Regions from separate parts of the Mus musculus genome. Here region 2 is linked to region 1. A link is a contact called in public promoter capture Hi-C data. All regions are on one chromosome and are shown on one strand. Each heading gives the region's core, a stretch centred on a gene start, on an enhancer-like site or on the middle of the called end of the contact. The rest is flanking DNA. Distances are from core to core; before and after follow the strand shown. Region 1 holds the start of Lmf1 (lipase maturation factor 1). Region 2 holds the start of Nkx2-5 (NK2 homeobox 5).

The links. Capture Hi-C pulls out chosen DNA fragments and counts their contacts.
Region 2: a promoter capture Hi-C map of liver shows a contact between it and region 1, with 2.9 times the contacts expected there. The contact joins the promoter of Nkx2-5 here to the promoter of Lmf1 in region 1.

Annotation. Positions count from the first base shown.
Region 1 is chr17:25,575,953-25,582,562 of GRCm38.p6, reverse strand. Lmf1 (lipase maturation factor 1) reads right to left here and starts at 3,389. Exons shown (of 11, transcript NM_029624.4): 1 at 3,184-3,389. The coding sequence starts at 3,376.
Region 2 is chr17:26,838,672-26,845,281 of GRCm38.p6, reverse strand. It overlaps Nkx2-5 (NK2 homeobox 5), which reads left to right and starts at 3,717. Exons shown (of 2, transcript NM_008700.2): 1 at 3,717-4,257; 2 at 5,635-6,610. The coding sequence starts at 3,927. The coding sequence ends at 6,260.

The sequences.
Region 1 (6,610 bases), core at 2,140-4,639:
AACTATCTTGCTCTCATACAGCTTCCTCATCACACTTGGGGAGAGTGATAGGCTGAGCAGAACTACCCCACGCTCCGGACACTGCGGTCCCCCAGCTGAGGCTGGGAAGTCCTGTGCCGTGCGTATTCATGTCCAGAGCCCAGCCCTTCCCAAGAGCAGCAGTAGCCAGATCGTATCAGTTGCCCAGTGTCCCCTCTCCAGCCTCCTGGGTGTTCCTTGGGCTTCAAGAAAGACATTGTCCAGGAACAAGCCTGGTGCCTAAAATACACAGGCCCTGGGTGTTGTCAATAGACAGCAGAGCTAAAGCCAAGGGCTTGTCACTCACCGCCGTTCGCTTACTAAGCCAACCCCTGAATGCATTCTCTCCTTTGTCAGTAACAGTGGTGTCACTGGACACGTGCACAGCATGAACAAGGTGCACGGCAGTTGATACACAGGGTGAGCATTCTCAGGGGCTAGAGGCCAGGTATCAGGGTGATGAGTGAATCTTTACTTCAAGCGGATGGGGCAATCCCTACAGGAAAACCACTCTCAAGAACTGGCATGCCCTGGCTTCCATGGCTTCCCTGTGGTAGCCGCTCTGGGAGATGAAGCCATGCGCACTTGCCCTGTGGGGAGCTCGCCCTTGCCATCTGGGTGCAACCTGGGACTGCTGTGATCGGAGTCACACAACACCAGGTGGAGTGTGCAAGCCTGAAGCTAAGAGGCAGGCTCTGGGGCTGGCTTTGAGGACTCACTGGCGACCACACAGCACTGTTACTCATCCACAGTCTTCTGACCCGACACCTTCCTTAAAGTCATTATTTATCTTTGACAGGACCTTGCTATTATGTAGCTCAGGCTGGGCTCAAACTCCAGACTCCCTGCCTCTGCCTTTCAAGTGCAAAGATTATAGGCAACAGGTGCTTTGGACGTATGTATTGTGCTTAAGGAAAGACCTGTAGATCCCATGCTCCTAAGAGGGGTAGCCTCAGAATGCACTGGACTGTATTTAATTACAAGTCTTTCTATAGTAGAAGCAGTGCCAATTCAACATTCAGGTGAACTAGCTGGACAAGTATTATTTTGAAGGGATCTCAGAGAATAGCTCATGGTCCAGTGAGGTCCAGAGCCTTTTAGAAGAAACTACATCTGGGACTGCTGGTTATCCAGCAGCCAGGAATCATGAAACCATGATACAGGAAGATGGGATAAGGAAGCAATAAGGAAGCAAAGCACATTGCACACACACATTGCCCACACACACTAAGCAGCCACTGGAAATATCTGCCTGAGTGAGGAGCTCACAGCCTTTTTGTTTTGTTTTGTTTTGTTGAAACAAGACAGGGTTTCTCTGTATAGCCCTGGCTGTCCTGGAATTCACTCTGTAGACCAGGTTGGCCTCGAACTCAGAAATCCACCTGCCTCTGCCTCCCGAGTGCTGGGATTAAAGGCGTGCACCACCACACCCGGCCTGAGCTCACAGCCTTTTGTGTCAAGCTGAAATGCTAGATCCTATACTGACCAAAGGTGACATTGCCCACCCGAGAGCCCAAGAGCCTATCTGCCAAGTGTCTTCAGCACAAAGCCACCAGGTGCCACTGTACCTTCCAATTCTATCCCTCCTGTAGATTCCCTTCATCTTGCTCTGAGTGTGTCAGTACCAACGTTCCCAGAATTCCTTAGTATTGCATGGGATAAAACAGCACAAGCCTAGATAGTTTTTTCCACCCGCTTTAGAGAGAATAAGTGGAAACTCAGGCAGGCAAACACACGGGACCGTTTGGTTAAGAACTCCAGTTCTCCAATGCACCCGGAAGTAGCCAGTCCGTCACACAAAAATGCACATGAGCCTGACTCTCCACATGAGAGCCACATGGACACAGCCCAAAGTCTAAGATGACTCTTCTGAAAGATGCCGAAGGTACACCATGCACGAGCCTGGCATGTCCTGGGCCCTGGGGCTTACTTAGCACTCAGTTTTGCCTTCCTTACTAAAAGGCTGGGCCATGGCCACCAGTGTCCACATAGTCACTGGGCCACCCCCTAGGTATTAGGAATTAGGGTGAGGATTTGGAACCCACAGTTACTCCCACCAGACAGATGTCCACAGGTTTTAAGCCTGAGCTCCGTCTCATGGCCACAGGCAGGGCAGGCCCAGTGTGAGTAGACAGGCGCTCAGCCTCAGCTGGGGGTTCAGGTGTCACTATAGTGAGTTGTTTGGAACTGGTTCTATATGACATCTCCTGGCCCACTACTGTGGGTAGCAATAACAGGCCAGGAGCTGAGGGGACATCAGTGCCCAGTGTAGTGGTCCACACCTTTAATCCCAGCACTCTGGAGGCAGAGGCAGGCAGATCTCTGTGAGGAGTTCAAGACCAGCCTGGTCTACAGAACAAGTTCCAGGGCAGCCAGGACTATGCAGAGCAACCCTGTTTTAAAAAACAAACAAACAGTAACCAAACCAACAACAACAAAAACCAAAACCAAAAAGCGGTGTGTATGGGGGACACCAGCCTGCCTGCCTGCCAGTACCTTTGATTCCGCTTTTCCTGAAGTGAAGGAGGCTAAGACTCTTTAGGCTCAGGTAGGTATGGGATGCTGCAGTGGACTGTAAAGGTCTGCAGAGCCTAAGCAGAACCTTGGAGTCCTTCCAGAGCTGACCTGGTTGAACCTCACTTCTTGCCTACCAGTGAAATCTGGCTAGATCCTTGGGCCCTCTGCCGGGTGCCCTTCCAAGCAGGTCAGGTTGGAGCTGTTGCACAACCTTTGGGTCCAGTGGGGGACCCACTGAGAGAAGGCAAAAGGGGCGAGGCTAGGTCTAAGTTGCAGGCTAAAGACCGTCATCTCCCCTAGGGCTTCGGAACAGGAATAGAATTAGCATCGTCTCGCCATTCCCAGGGTGCAGGCAGAGGGAGTGCATGGGGACTGCCTTCGCCTCTTACACGTGCTAAGTGGGGCTGTGGAGAGGCAGGGGTTGGGGTGGGGTCCCAGGAACACGCCGAGGAGGGACCTGACATAAAGTTTAAGCAGCCACTGAGTGGGAGGTGAGAAGGCGGGGTCCGGAAGCTCACAGAAGGGCAGAATGGTTTTAGTGCAGGATCCTTGAAGCCTATAGAGGGACAAACGGGAGTCCGGAAGCAATTAGGGTTTGGGACCAGGTCACAGGATGCCGGCAACAGCCCGCTCCCACCGGACACTCACAGTAAATGAAAGCGAGGGCCCGCAGGAGCACGATTCTAGTCAGCCAGAAGGTGCCCGTGTGCAGCCGAGCTGGAGAATCTGCGGGATCTCTAGCCAGAGAAGGTTGCGACGCTGGACTGTGCTCCGCACCCCCGACCTTCCGTTTTCTCAGCGACCCCTCGGGCGCAGCCATTACTAGGCTGTCTGGGCGCATGAGCACAAAGGGCGGTGCGCGCGGAGGCCACGCCCACAAGCCCGAAAGCCACACAAGCTCCCCTGGATGACACGCGGACCTCTTGCAGCCAAGGCCCACGCGCCACGCCCTCTCTGGGCGGTCTCTCCTAGCGGTGGGCGTCTCCGTGGTGGCTTCAGTATTTGCAGAGAGTGAAGCGACAGGGGAAGGAGCTAGTGACGGCAGGCCGTGTCCTGGGTGCGAATGTGCAGGGAAGGCCAGGCCTGTGGCCGTGGCAGAGCAGGGTTTTCATCCTGTATTCCTCTGCTGCCCGCTGCCCAGGAAGGCGCAGATTATACTATAGGACAACTGACAGGAAGAAACCTGAAATTTGCCCTGGAACCTCCTGCTTTCTCTTCTTCCTAAATCTCCTTGTCTGTGGTCCCCAGAGACCTCAGTATACAGGTGGCACCTCTATGAAGATCTAGGACCGTGTTCAAGCTATTTATGGGGCCACTGGACCATCAAGGACTCAGATTTACCCACCAGTAGCATGCGCAGAATCCCAAGGAGACACACCTTAAATGCTGCTTTTATATTTGACTTTATATTTAATAGCTCAGACTGGCCTTGAGCTATAAAGCCCAGAATGACAGCAAAGAAATTGTCCTCATGAGCTGCCTCCCTCGATGCTGGTATTACATGCCACTTGCCTGATAGCAATTCTGCTTTTTCGTGTTAGGTGCCACTCCAGCACTGCCCACAAATGATACTAGAAAGGCGTTCTGCAGCAGAGAAAAGGAGGGTCACTGGTTGTTGTTTGTTTGTTTGTTTGTTTGTTTTTTAACAACTTATCCTTAGCATCTCCTTTTTGTGATTGCTGCTTTGACATATAAGTTACCAATGCTGCATGGTTAAACATGGCATCAACAGCCAGAGTGGTTATAATGCCAACTACAGGGCTCTCTGGAACAAGGGTTTTTTTCCATCCATCTTTCAGAGCTTTCTATGTATTAAAGATCTTGTGCCTTTCTGAATTATCACTGGTTGGTTTTTTTTTTTTTTTTTTTTTGCAACTTATCCTTAGCATCTCCTTTTTGTGATTGCTGCTTTGACATATAAATGACCAATGCTTGCATGGTTAAACAACCCATTAATATTTATACCTCTACACCAGCAGTGAGCCTTTTGTGGGTAAGGACTGGTGTGCTGTTGCTGGGACTCTTCCCGGCCTCCAGGCTTCCTGATACTAGAGTGCTAGCATAGAAATACAGCCTACAACGTGCTTTGGGTATTTTTTTTTTAAGTTTCCTTTTCTTTTTCTTCAGAAGCACTCCCTTGGGAGCCCAGCTGAGAGTATGCCCCATTACAGATGTTGTGATAGGTAATACAAATACTTCCCACCTGCCAGGCTTCCTACAGGCCAGCATCTGCCCAAGGTCTCAAGAATTTAGAGACTGAAGGAACTGTGTATCCTGCATCCAGATCTTTCAGTAGGAACCCTTAGCCCTGCCTCTCCTCACTGGCATATGCCAGGCATGGGATGGGCCAGCAGAGACCTTTGGGGGGGGCAGCTTTAGTCGGCACAACTTCCTCAAATTATTTCTGGAAGCCAGAGCTATGCAGGGAATAGAAGGAGAGGAAGGACCGCTCTGCCATCAGGTGTGACCCTGGGTGCTGTGGCTCAGGTGGGGACCATCCTCACAAAGAGCCCTTTGTCCTCAGCTTCCCCTTGCAGTGGTAACATTGTCCTCCCTGCAGAAGGGCACAATGGGGCATTGTGAAGAGCATAAAGTGGACCTCTTGTTCCAGCATCCAGCGCCCAGCTGGGGCTGGGACTCAGCTCTAGCGTCCCTCTTGGATTTGCCCACGGTGGGCGAGGACAGCAGAAGGGGTCTGCAGGAAATTTGGGTCCTCAGTGGCTGGAGGTTCTTGCCCCTGGCCTGCCTTTCTGGGATGCCATCTGGAACCAGCTTTCAAGCAGGTCACACAGGGCAGGGTTGAGCCAAGAAGAGGTTATCGTGCTTGCCTGTTTCTGCCCGAGTTTAATACAAAGTACAGTGGGAAGCTGGGTATGGTGGTGCATACCTGTGATCCCAGTACTGGTGGTGCTGAAGCAAGTTTGAGCTGAAACACACTGGAGTGTCGCTCACCCATAAGAAGTGATAAAGCCGAACATGCTATATAGTATGGATGAACCTCAGGCTGAGATGAGCCTGATACATTGTAGGATAACATGCTATAGATGGATGAACCCTAAGACCTCCAGCTGAGATGAGCCTGATACATTGTAGGATAACATGCTATAGTATGGATGAACCCTAAGACCTCCAGCTGAGATGAGCCTGATACATTGTAGAATAACATGCTATAGTATGGATGAACCCTAAGACCTCCAGCTGAGATGAGCCTGATACATTGTAGGATAACATGCTATAGTATGGATGAACCCTAAGACCTCAGGCTGAGATGAGCCTGATACATTGTAGGATACTTTTTTTTAAAGGCACTTCCATTAGGAAAGACGGATTTGTGGTTTCCAGGGGTGAGTAAGAAAGAAGGGGATATGAAGCTTCCTTCAAGAATGTGGTGAAGCTAGATGGCTAAGTGACCATGCTGAGACCCTGCATGCTGCTGAATCCTTTGGCTTATGTGAATCGTGAATCCCTGACACCCCCCTTTTTTTTGAGACATCTTACTATGTAGCTCAGGATGGCCTTGAACTTGAAGCCATCCTCTTGCCTTTGTCTTATAAGTATTAGGATTACAGATGTGTATCATCATGCCTGGTTTTATCACAATGTTAAAAAAATGTAGATTAAAAACTATGAGTCCCTTAAGTTGAATGTTTTACAATTATCTAGAAGGAAGGCATCCCTTATACTAGTCAGAGCAAGCTGTGGCTTATACCACGTGTGTGTGTGTGTGTGTGTGTACATGTATTGAACATCTGGTAGTTGAGCTGTTACATTCAGCTGTGGTTCACATAGAAAGCAAAACCTAGACTGAGCTAAGCAGCTGGAGGCTCATATACTGGAGCTGGAGGGGGTCACATAGGGGAGGGGCTGAGGTTTGCTCCTGTCTCCTCAGAGGCCACCATCATGAAGCAGGCTTCTAAATATCACTTTTAGCCAAAACCTACAGAAACAGTCAAGCTGGCGGGCCAGAAGGAACTGAGGTGAGAGGCCCTGAGGTCTCTGGTCGCAGCAGCTATTTAAAAAAAAAAAAAAAAAAAAAAAAAAGCAAAGCAGAGAGGGATCCCAAGAGGGACTTCCA
Region 2 (6,610 bases), core at 2,468-4,967, 1.3 Mb before region 1:
GCCACTTATTGTATGAGCTTGTTTGTATGACCCACTCAGGAGATGCGAATCCATAGAGGCAGGAAGTAGATTCGTGGTGACTGGGGCTGAGAAGGGTGCATGGAGGTTGAAGGTTGAAAGTTTCTTGGGCGTGGGTGACCTCAAATTGATTGTGGAGTATGGTGAATGAAATCTTTCTCAATAAGGTCTTAGCAAAAAAAAAAAAAGGGGGGGGGGCGGGGTGATTACATATCGAATTCGTCTGTCTCTCTCTGTGTATCTCTCTGTGTCTCTGTCTATCTCCGTCCCCCACCGCCTCCTCCCTTGTGAAGAATTCTCCTTCTGAATGACAGTGTAGGGAGACTCCCAGGTTCTCTTTGGCAGCAGGCATCTTGCTTTCTTCCACAGACAAACAGGAAATGGCGATCACCGCTTCTAGACTGGGTAAGTAGCCTTGAGCGAGTCACTCTCCCCTGCGACCTTCTTCTCTTAGCCAGGTGGTCTGGCAAGAGGACCCAAGACGCACCACCTCCGAGGGCGCCGCCGGCTCCGGATGGCTGAGTACCTGAAGCCGTAGGTGTACCTCGTTGCAGAGCTGGCCGGCCCTGCGCTACCCGCGGGAAGGAAGCACGGGCCAGGCCAAGGGGCGGCCGCGCTGCTCATCCATCAGCCAGACGAAGAGCAGAGTCGCGCTCTCGGCCCTCTGTTTGCTTTCTCGCCAATTATTGCTGCACAGCGGCCCCTTTGTTGATACAGTAGTCCGAAAAAGTGCTAATGTTCATTTATCAGGGGGCCCGCCGGGGACTCCCTAGAGTTGCGATTCTTCCCAAAATATAAACATGGGGCGAGCGTCCCAGACAGAAACCCCCATCTGTTTCCCTGGCGCGGGCCAAGAGAGCGAGGCGTTGTTGAAGATAAAGCTACGGATAACGCTGCCTGTCTCCAATGGACGTCTCCCCGGCGCATTAATGACATTCCGGGTGATAGTTGCAGCTTATCTTTCAATTAATCATATATACTTTTCGCGGCTGATTGCAGGAAAGGGGGGGCGCTCGGGCCGGGCTGATCGCTTTTCAATCAATAATAATTTATTTACGCAGGATGCGCTGGAGCTACCCCGGAATTTGACTAATCCTAAAGCACCAAGTCTTTAAAAGGCAAAGAAATCACTCCACAGAGTTTTCTCTGTCTCCACCAGTCTCCTTTGTCTCTGTCCCTTTCAACTGAAGGTTGTGCCTTTCAGAGCACAAGGCAGGTTGAGCCAAAAACCCTTGGGGAGAAAGATGCGCCCCTTCCCAGCCATTGTAACACAGACACAAACACACAGACACACACAGACACACACTGCAATATATATGTCCTTTGGTATTGATTTGAAGACAGCCAGGACAGAAGCCACGTTGGAAAGTGCTTTGGACAGCTCTCTAAAGAAACCCCCACAGGTCACCCCAATTCTGTTCTGCCTATTTGTCTCACTCTGTCCTGTTTCCTCCCCGAAGAGAAAGGCCAGGGCCTTTTCACCAAGGTTGTAGGGGTGGGAAAGTCACTGATTTTGTTCAAATTAGAAGAGTTTTCTTCCTTTTTCTTGACACCTGACCCACAGATTTGTCAACTCTGGAAGCCCTTATATCCGAAAAAAGTGATAAATCCTCACCACATTGATTTGCAAAGGAAACGTCCCCTCTCAAAACTATTTTTTAAAAAAGACTTAAAACAGGGATCCCGGATGCGGCCCCCAATATAGCTCCCCCAATTAAACGGTAATATTTCAGGCGTCAGCTCACACTAATCTTTCAAACTGTCATCGCGATCCGCAGGGCCAGCCGATTCACTTAACAGGACTCCCAGGACCCTCGCCCGAAGCTGTTTTCAGCAAGACATTTAATTGAATCGGATGTGGCTCGTTTGCCAGACGTCACCGCCTGGGTGATAGACATCCGTCCAACCCACACAAACCAATCTTCAATCTCGGGAGGGTCCCAAGCTAGGTTGGCTCAGAACAGTAACTGTAATGTAACCAGAAATTGTGGCAAGGGAGGAAAACAAAACAAAACAAAACAAAACAAAACAAAACAACAAAAGCGAAAAAAGGCAAAGGCTTTGGACTGCTTGGAGAGGGACACAGCGGAAGACAAAGAGCACCAGCTTTAGGATGCTCTGTGGTCCCTGGGTTGAGATCTCACTATGGCTCCCAAGTCTGGTGCTGACCACTGGAGCCTGGAATTGGGCTTCACAGTCTGCCTGGAGCTGGGTCTCCTTCTCCCTTAGTTGAAGACAACCCAAGGCCTTGGGAGTTTGGGTTTGAGGAAAAGCAGGAAGGAACACAAATCAGGCCTTTGCTGGCTTCACTATGGCCCAGATGGTTGCCAGCGCCCAATGGCCCACACTGCCCTGCCAGGAGGGACAGTTCACACTCTGCACTCACAAAAGTTTTGATCTCTGGACTTTGGGTTCATGACTTAAGAGTGACTTGTTTAGCTAACCTTTGACCCTACACTCACACTCCGTTTCTATTCCAAAAGCCTCTCCTCTGGTGGCCAACTCGTCCTTCATATCTGTGTGCCTTCTGACTCACAGATCTGTTCACTCTGGGAATCCTTATATCCGAAAACAGGTGATGGACCCTCACCACATGAATTTTCAAGGGCACATCCCCTTTGCAAATCGGTGTGGTGAGCCCAAGCTCTCCCAGAGGTTAGCCTTACCATATACCTTCGGTGGGGGAGGTTTTGCCTGGAATCGATGTGCCTTCTCTTTTTGAGATTACAGCAGGAAAAAGTCCCACTCTGTTGGGTCTGGGAGGGCCCAAGTGTTCCTTAGATCCAGACAGTTGTCTTAGTACAGAACCTGGGTTCCTTAAACCCTGACAGTTTTCAGACAGAAGCAGCACTGGACTGAAAATGTCCCTCCACCTGCCTGATCTGTCCTCTGCCCCGTGGAGTAGAAGCCCAGGAAGGCCCTGGAGGATCGGGCTAGAAAGGGTCTGGGACTTTTGTGGTGGCCTAGGAGGGTGAAAAATGAAGCAGCTTGGGCTTCAGGAGAATCCAGGCAGACAACCCAGAAGGCAGCTCTCCTCCAGGAAGAGTCAATTCCCCAACAATGCTTCCTTCTCTCTGGAGAGGTGCCTGGCCCCACCGCTTAGTCTGAAGCAGGTGGCCACTCCCACCCCACAATTAGCCACTTCACCTTTCCATTCAGCTCAGAACCCCTTGGGGCCCCTCTGGGTTCCTGGGTTGAATTTGGTCCTGTAGGTCAAATTAACTACCGCTCCCCAATCCAATTCTTAAACTCATGTGTTAAACTCAGTGTTCGTCCCAGAACAACTGTCTTCTCTGTGATTCTCTTTCTATGCAGGCTACTCTTAGGCAGACTTCAGTAAACAATATTGTAGTCATAGTCTTGATCCCTGAAAATAACCCCCCTCTTCTGGCTTTCAATCCATCCTCACCAGCCCATTTAGTGATACAGGACACAGTGCAAAGAATATTTATTCAAATCCTCGACCCACCCCCAACCCTGCGTTTAGACTCAGCATAACAGAATCAGGTATTTTCTTTGAGTGTGTCTGGCTGGGATTTTCAGGCTAACGAGGAGCAATCTCCTTGCAGGAGTGGGAGACTATCCCAAATGTGTCGCGGCCCCTTTAAAAAAAGCTGAGCAGGATTTTTTTTTCCCATCCCTATGTCTATATTAGGTGACGCAGAACTGCCCGTCGCTCCTGTCATCCAGGCCCCTGGCCCAATGGCAGGCTGAATCCCCCCTACTCCAGCCTGCTCCCGCCTCTTCTGCCCCTGGTGCTCCGCGCTACCTGCTGCCGCGCGCCACATCCAGGGCAGAGAGGCGGGTGCGCGGGCGGGCGGCGGGCACCATGCGGGGAGGCTGTCCCCAGGGGTGGGCAGCACCACTCTCTGCTACCCACCTGGCGCTGTGAAACCTGCGTCGCCACCATGTTCCCCAGCCCTGCGCTCACACCCACGCCTTTCTCAGTCAAAGACATCCTGAACCTGGAGCAGCAGCAGCGTAGCCTGGCGTCTGGGGACCTGTCTGCGCGCCTCGAGGCCACCCTGGCCCCTGCCTCCTGCATGCTGGCCGCCTTCAAGCCCGAGGCCTACTCTGGCCCCGAGGCGGCAGCGTCCGGCCTGGCAGAGCTGCGCGCGGAGATGGGCCCCGCGCCTTCGCCCCCCAAGTGCTCTCCTGCTTTCCCAGCCGCCCCCACATTTTACCCGGGAGCCTACGGTGACCCTGACCCAGCCAAAGACCCTCGGGCGGATAAAAAAGGTAAGGAGAACCTCAAGCTCTTCCCTTCTGGAATCGCTTTCATGTCCAAAACCCTGAGCCAAGAAACCCAGGCCTGACAGTAGCTCAGTCCGGGGTGAAGGCTGGGCGCGGGGAGTTTGGAGTATAAGATTCCAGGCTGTCCCGCAGTCAGTCCGAAGTTTAGAGGGAACGCCGAATTTAGAGGGTCAGGAAAAAAGAAGGGAGAGAGAGAGAGGGAGAGAGTGAGAGAGTGAGAGTGAGAGAGAGAGAGAGAGAGAGAGAGAAGATTAAAATGTTGTTTTCGGCCTACAAAACCCCAGTAGGTTAGGGCCTTGTTCTTGGATCTGTTACAAAGTTAAGCTATCTAACAATCCGCGTTAGAACAAATCTTCGTACTGGAGAGTTAAAATCTCTTCCAGATTTGGGGGTACTTTGAGACACTGAGAACTGCTAAACCGAAAGCTTAGCCCCGTGTATCCTGGGCCTTGTGTAGCCCACCCTGCCTTTCTGGGCCTTGCCTCCTTTGTGCCAAAAGAGAGGAGTCTGGGGACCGGGTTGTGATTTTGAGATGCGATGCTGCGGATCCCAGGAGCTGGGGTTGGCTTTGTTTTTCTAGTACAATCTCCAGGCAGGATCAGGCAGAAATTCCTTTCTGGGAACTGTTGGGAAATACGGAACGAATAAAGACACTGAGAAGTGAAGAGCAGGCTTCCGAAGGTGGCCGAATACCAAATATCTCAGAGTAGGGAGAGGGGCTCCTGGCCAGCTCACAGAAGGAGCAGGGAAGTCCCAGGCCCAGATCCTGTGCTGAGTAAAGCCAGAGAGGCCCAATGGTTTCTGCGAGTTAGAGGACGTTCCTAGGTTTTCCCTGGGAGCAGAGAGAAGGTCCAGGAACATTGGAGAAGGACTGGAGGAGGATTAGAACTTATTGCTACCAACCGGAATCCCGCAGGGCTGGTGTAGAGGCCTCTGTCCTCCTCCGGGTACTGGGAAGTCCAGAAGCCATGCCAACATCAGCTGACCACCCGAGGGACAAACCGGAGTATTCCTAATGTAATTCACTCCGAGCATCCTCATGACTTTATTTTCTTTGCAGCCAGAAAAGCTAAAGCTAAATCCCAGACTGTTAAGAGAACGCTAACTATCCGGGGAAGAGGTCTGGGATAGGGCGCCCGAGATTTCTCTTGTTTTGTTTTGTCCAAGCCACTTAGGCATTTCCCAGATGCGCAATTGCGCCAACATCGAACCGAGCGAGCCCGTGCACTCGGCGATTAGCTTAAGCGGAGCTGGGTGTCCGGCATAGGACCAGAGTGATACTCCCTGCCACCCCTACAAGGGCCCTGAGGTCCCCGGCCCGCCGCTCTAACCCGCCACCTCTCTGCCTCTCTTCCCCTTCAGAGCTGTGCGCGCTGCAGAAGGCAGTGGAGCTGGACAAAGCCGAGACGGATGGCGCCGAGAGACCACGCGCACGGCGGCGACGGAAGCCACGCGTGCTCTTCTCGCAGGCGCAGGTCTACGAGCTGGAGCGGCGCTTCAAGCAACAGCGGTACCTGTCGGCGCCAGAGCGCGACCAGCTGGCCAGCGTGCTGAAGCTCACGTCCACGCAGGTCAAGATCTGGTTCCAGAACCGTCGCTACAAGTGCAAGCGACAGCGGCAGGACCAGACTCTGGAGCTTCTGGGGCCGCCGCCGCCGCCCGCGCGCAGGATCGCGGTGCCCGTGCTGGTGCGCGACGGGAAGCCCTGCCTGGGGGACCCCGCGGCCTACGCTCCCGCCTACGGCGTGGGTCTCAATGCCTATGGCTACAACGCCTACCCCTACCCCAGCTACGGCGGCGCGGCCTGCAGTCCCGGCTACAGCTGCGCCGCCTACCCCGCTGCGCCCCCCGCCGCGCAGCCCCCCGCCGCCTCCGCCAACAGCAACTTCGTGAACTTTGGCGTCGGGGACTTGAACACCGTGCAGAGTCCCGGGATGCCGCAGGGCAATTCGGGCGTCTCCACGCTGCACGGCATCCGAGCCTGGTAGGGAAAGAGCCCGTTTGGGGCGCCCCGGAACGACTCCCACCTTTAGGAGAAGGGCGATGACTCCGGGGATGGGAAAGCTCCCACTATGCCCTGTCCCTCAGATTTCACACCCACCCTCGCGCAGGCCTGGGACCTTTCTCCGATCCATCCCACTTTATTGACGTAGCCTGGTGTCTCGGACCTGGCAGAGCCCTTCCAGGGTCACGGGCACTTTCGACGGATTCCACACTAGGACCGGGAGCCTGGGCCGGGCGCCCGGGCCCTGGTTGTCTTGCCGTCGCCCACCCACCCGTATTTATGTTTTTACCTGTTGTAAGAAATGAGAACCCTCTTCCCATTAAAGTGAGTGCG